2 separate regions of the Capra hircus genome follow, and region 1 is linked to region 2. A link is a contact called in public Hi-C data. All regions are on one chromosome and are shown on one strand. Each heading gives the region's core, a stretch centred on a gene start, on an enhancer-like site or on the middle of the called end of the contact. The rest is flanking DNA. Distances are from core to core; before and after follow the strand shown. Region 1 has its middle 340 kb from the start of MRPL17. Region 2 holds the start of MRPL17 (39S ribosomal protein L17, mitochondrial).

What was found. A called contact is a pair of places that touch in the nucleus more often than the background predicts.
Region 1: a Hi-C map of liver shows a contact between it and region 2, with 5 times the contacts expected there. The contact joins the enhancer-like site here to the promoter of MRPL17 in region 2. A contact is called at or near these places in 4 of 5 Hi-C or Micro-C datasets (blood and liver).

Annotation. Positions count from the first base shown.
Region 1 is chr15:36,292,703-36,295,641 of ARS1.2, reverse strand. No RefSeq gene overlaps it. Among named protein-coding and RNA genes, the nearest start is that of MRPL17, 340 kb to the right of the region's middle. Within about 2 kb of position 1,396, at least 1 of the 5 cell types and tissues checked has an H3K27ac peak or open chromatin away from gene starts, as enhancers often do.
Region 2 is chr15:35,957,161-35,960,319 of ARS1.2, reverse strand. It overlaps MRPL17 (39S ribosomal protein L17, mitochondrial), which reads left to right and starts at 1,475. Exons shown (of 3, transcript XM_005709644.3): 1 at 1,475-1,742; 2 at 2,050-2,118; 3 at 2,448-3,047. The coding sequence starts at 1,569. The coding sequence ends at 2,723.

The sequences.
Region 1 (2,939 bases), core at 147-2,646, 340 kb before region 2:
TGATGCCATCAAACCATCTCATCCTCTGTCAACCCCTTCTCCTCCTGCCCTCAATCTTTCCCAGCATCAAGGTCTTTTCAAATGAGTCACTTCTTCACATCAGGTGGCCAAAGTATTGCAGTTTCAGCTTCAACATCAGTCCTTCCAATGAACACCCAGGACTGATCTCCTTTAGAATGGACTGGTTGGATCTCCTTGCAGTCCAAGGGACTCTCAAGAGTCTTCTTCAACACCACAGTTCAAAAGCATCAATTCTTCGGCACTCAGCTTTCTTTATAGTCCAACTCTCACATCCATACATGACTACTGGAAAAACCACAGCCTTAACTAGATGGACCTTTGTTGGCAAAGTAATGTCTCTGCTTTTCAATATGCTATCCAGGTTGGTCATAACTTTCCTTTCAAGGAGTAAGTGTCTTTTAATTTCTTGGCTGCAATCACCATCTGCCGTGATTATGGACCCCCCAAAAATAAAGTCTCTCATTGTTTCCACTGTTTCCCCATCTATTTCCCATGAAGTGATGGGACCAATGCCATGATCTTCGTTTTCTGAAAGTTGAGCTTTAGGCCAACTTTTTCACTCTCCTCTTTCACTTTCATCAAGAGGATCTTTAGTTCTTCACTTTCTGCACCATAAGGGTGGTGTCATCTGCATATCTGAGGTGACTGATATTTCTCCTGGCAATCTTGATTACAGCATGTGCTTCTTCCAGCCCAGCGTTTCTCATGATGTACTCTGCATAGAAGTTAAATAAGCAAGGTGACAATATAGGCCTTGATATACTCCTTTTCCTATTTGCAACCAGTCTGTTGTTCCATGTCCAGTTCTAACTGTTGCTTCCTGATCTGCATACAGATTTCTCAAGAGGCAGGTCAGGTGGTCTGGTATTCCCACCTCTTTCAGAATTTTCTAGTTTATTGTGATCCACACTGTCAAAGGCTTTGGCATAGTCAGTAAAGCAGAAATAGATTTTTTCCAACATCCACCCAATTCTCAATGATAGGAAATCAAGGACTCCTCCAAATACCCTCTCTTAATTGGCTTGGAGAAACATTTCTCCAAACAGGATGAATCTTTTCCAGTTCTAAATGACACTGGAGCACTGTCTCCATGGTCAGTTCCACTACTGTAAAGCACTCCCTGCCTTGGAATACTAACAGTTCAAATAATGGGATCTCTAATTAACTTTTAAGAGGTTCCTTCCTGTCTCTAAGCCTATTTTCTTCTGTTTAGGCCCTTCAAGAAATACACCACACCCTTTTCCTCTTAGTTCCTCTTGTTGCAGAAAAGAAAATGGGGCACAAGAGGATGGTCACGTCCCAGGACTTAAGACAAGTTCCTGGCACAGCTGCCAAGTATTTGTTCCTGGCTTTACACTGGAAGGAATTAAACATACTGCATAAACAGATTTTGGGCCAACTCAAGAAGGCAAGAGGCCATGGGAAAAACACTCCAAAGGCAGAGTGGGGCCATCCCAGAAGATGAGAGGCCCCAAAACCTGGGTTAGGTAATATAACAGGCTAGTGAGTGGGATGATTATTCCAACTATTTTGGGGAAAAGCCCAGGATTTTCAGGAGTTGGACCACTGCCCACTCTTTGACCTTTCCCAGTTGGCCTCAGAATGGTCATAGCTCTGGCGGGTGTGTCATTCAGCATGCTGACAAACTACAATGAATGTATAACGAGGTTCAAGGTCTAGTGGAAGTCATTCACCCTAGCTGGTTCTAAGCAGTATATGTCGTGTCTTCAAGGGCTATATCATTCTTTTAAAGGTTGTGCCTCTGTCTCCTTCCTGTCTCATTCTGCTCTTCATACATCACTAACATCCATCCCCACGAGAAGCACATTCTTCACTGTAACTGATTTATATAGTGCATTAGTTAATAATACAGTTGATGAAGCTGGCCAATACCTTTTGGCCTTCACTTGGAAAAAAAAGAATTCACCTTGGCAGTACTTCCTCAAGGTTACATACTTGGAGTATGTATATGAATCCTTCTTATTTCTCACAAATTCTGAAGACTGATCTAGATGATGTAAAGTTCCTTAGAGGTTCCATTTTGTTGCAATAAGTGGATGATTTGCTACTTCTCTGCCCTCCTTCTGATGCTTCCTCACAAAGAGACAGGTTTTACCTGCTACTGCTTTTAGCTTTGAAGGGACATAAGGTCAACAATGAAAAATTATAGTTCTCCCAAACCCGGGTTCTACATCTAGGGCCTCTGATATCAGAACAAGGGCCATACCTAGATAAACTTCATCGTATCCTAAAGTTTCCCCAGACCCCAAGCTAAAGACTATCTGTGAGGTTTTCTCAGGCTAGTTGGCTATTGACAAAACAGGATTTCAAATTTCTTTCTTCTGGCCAAACCTTTGTATGTTTTACTCAACAGTAACAATTCTGACCCAATTTTATCAGAAAAATCAGATGACACATATTTTAAGACCTTGCAGGAGAGTTTGATGAACCCACCTGTCATTAGAATGAGCATTCTAATTATCAGATTCTTTTTTCTCTTTTTGTATATGAAAAGGGTGGAATGCCCTTGAGATACTCACCCAAAACATGGGGATTATCACTGACCCATAGAATATAGTCAACAATTGGACCCTGTGGTATGGGAATAACCCTTTTGCCTTAGAGCCATTATTATTTCTACTCTTTTGGTTGAGGCCACCAAGAAAATTATTGTGGGAATCTCTTTAATTACTCTACCTCATGCAGTAGAAACTCTCCTGAATTCTCACTGAACTCAACATTTCTGCCAGCAGTCTCACATCTTGCAAAGTCTTTTGTTAATTGCGCCTCACATAACTCTTTTATTTTTTAATAACCTTAATCCTGCTGTTCTTCTTCCCTATATCACCAAAAAAAAAAAAAACAAAAAAACAAAAAAACACCTTTCACAATGGCTTAAGGCTAGTGGATCATCTCCT
Region 2 (3,159 bases), core at 226-2,725:
TGTCACAGCTCTCAGGTCTTGGATAGACCGTGTTATAGCTCTCAGGTCTCAAATGAACCGTGTTATAGCTCTTAAACAAATCAGTGTTACAGCTCTATTTTATTTAGAAGATAGCAGGAAAATCCATCTTCAAGGTGTGAGGGCACGTCGATCTAAAGACTTGAGAAGAGCGCCCCAGAGCGCAGGAGAGAGAGACAGAGCTGGCTCTGGCTCCTCTATTTATATGTTTATCTCTCCCTGGGCCTGTCCTATGTAAACTGGGCCAGCCAGGAGTGTTGTTTGTTTTACCTGAGGTCCTCACTCCAGTCCTCGGACCTTTTATTTCATTTTCACGGGCTTTTCCTTTCCTTGTCTGTAGCCACCACCATTTTGGACTCCTTTCCCCTGTTCTACCTACCTAACACTTAGATTTGCTTTGTGGATTAAAAATGTCACCTGCCACATCAGTAAAGAAACGATGTTGCAGCCATCAGCCTGTGCAGACCCTCCTCTCCACCACAGTAAACCCCAAGGAAACTCAGGACAGAAACATAACCCTCCCCAGTGAATCATCAGACACTGCAGCCACTCACTGAATGGAGCAACCTGAGGAGACTCGGGATGAGAAAACAGGATCAGTCAGTCAGTTCAGTCGCCCATGAATTGCAGCACGCCAGGCCTCCCTGTCCATCACCAACTCACTCATACTAGCCCCAAATAGCTGGGATGCATATCAAAACAATGATCTCAGTGAGCCTAGACTCTTCCATCTTCTCATACATAAAAAAGCACTAAATCCCTTGAGATATCTGGCTTTCTTTAAGATAATCTTTTGATGCTCCAACTACCCTGTCTTCCCTGCAAAATCTCTTATATTTTCTGCCCCCCACCCACTCCAAACCCCTTCTACAACCCCCTCTGCCACCATAGCCTCTCGGAGTTATCTTAGCTACTGTGTCGTGGGATCAAGTCCTCAGTTTTGTCTGCTAGGTAAAACAACTCTCAACTTTTACGTTGTGCTTTTTTTTCCCAGTCAACAACTTCAAGGAAAGAAAATTTTCACCATCTCTATTTCTTTCCTATCATTGTTATTCCATTCATTTCGCCATTACTGCTGAAAATAATTTGCTTTTCAAAATTGACACGCTCAGAGTGTCAGACTCCCCGCGCCTCAGAAAGAGCAGGTCCCCCGGCCTGAAGGACTGGAACACCTCCAAGCACTTTCCTCTTCAGGTCCTCACGCTACAAGCCAGCTCCAAGCTGAGCTTCCCAGCGCGGGGTCCCCTGACGACTGTCGCAGCACCAGAGAAACCGTCGGCCTGCTCACTCCACACCAGGGGGCGCCTGGTTCCCGGGCAAACCAGCCGCGCTCGAAAGACCAAACTCCGCCCGTCTCTCCTCCTCCGGACGAGGTCAACGCCCCGTCCCCGCCCTCCCCAAGGCTGCCAACGAGGCAGGCTCTGATACACATGCGCAAACACGTCCACCACGCAGCTACGTAAGGCGCGTGGGTCCTCTAAGCTCCGCCTCTCGGCCGCGTCTCTAAGTTTCCAGTTCCGGCCTCACAGAGGTCGGGAGCAGCGGGGGACATGCGGCTGTCGTTCGCCGCCGCGGTCTCCCACGGCCGCGTATACCGCCGTCTAGGCCTTGGTCCCGAGTCCCGCATTCACCTGTTGCAGAACTTGCTTACGGGACTGGTGCGCCACGAACGCATCGAGGCGTCATGGGCACGCGTGGACGAGCTGAGGGGCTACGCCGAGAAGGTAAGGGGCGTGACCCTCTTGTGCCTCTCCTAGGTCTGGCCTGAGGGGGCGGGATCCGGCTGGAGTTGGGGAAGAATTGGGACCGCCCTGGTAAAGAGGGCCCGAAGTCTCATTACCATGAGCTGAACCTACTCCTGTGGCCCCTCAAATGGAGACCTGATTAGGACAGCGTGTTTAGAGGCAGCCTGAATTAGCGACATGCTTTGCTAGAGTATGGAATGAATTGGTTGCAATTTGGCATTAGAAGATTAAGATTGACGCCTCCTTTCTTGCTCGGATTTTGGTGAGTGATATTGTGTCCTCACAGCTCATCGACTACGGGAAGCTGGGAGACACCAACGAACGAGCCATGCGCATGGCGGACTTCTGGCTCACGGTGAGTGCATCCTGTCCACTTCCCAGATCTTATCCTTTGATTCCTAAGTGGAAGGGAGTTGTTAGAGGAAAGGGAATTGGGCGAAATTAAGGCACGCACTTACGGACAAATGTGAACTAAGTAAGAGATATATGTCCTACGTTGAGTTCAACGTGAATCTCAGTCTACACAACTGCCCATAATTGATCAGTTTATAATGCCACGTCAGAGGGTGAGGGAAGGGATGTGGGTGTGTGTGTGTTTGAACCCTACCTTTGGGGATGCTGAAAGTTAATGTGTCGGTGATGGTGCCTGACTCTGCTCTCTCCTGGAAAACTCTCCCCGTCTAGGAGAAAGACTTGATCCCAAAGCTGTTTCAAGTACTGGCCCCTCGGTACCAAGGTCAGAATGGGGGCTACACGAGAATGCTGCAGATCCCAAATCGGAATCAGCAGGATCGGGCCAAAATGGCAGTGATTGAGTACAGAGGAAACTGTCTCCCACCCCTGCCCCTGCCACGCAGAGACAGCAACCTTACACTCCTAAACCAGCTGCTTCAGGGGCTGCGGCAGGACCAGGAAGCAAGCACCCGCAGTTCCCACCCAGCTCAAACACCAGAGGTTTAACTGAAGCCAAAGGGCATGTGGCCCTCATCAGTGCCCGTGATCACAGGCCTTGGGAGCTCTATTCAGCTCTAAGAACTGGAGCTTGAGTTGTAAAATGGACTCTCTGATTGGAGTCTGGAGCCCAGAACTTTCTGAGAGCCAGATACCCTTTTCTTTGCACAATAGGTAAAAATCATTGTATGTATGTAAACTGATTGTTTTCCCCCCTTTGGATTTCTGGAGAATGAGAACTCTACATCGGTCTGTATGAGGCAGTAAATTCATGGCATGTTTCTGGCTCTTAATCTGGGTTGTGTTGAATTAACACGGTTTTGTTTTTCTTCATGCCTGATTATATGGGGCATGTATTCTGTAATTCCAAAGTGGCCCCCATAGGTGATTGAGTTTTGTTATCTAGCACAGAGACTGAGCCCCCGGGATTTCTTAAAAGATTACT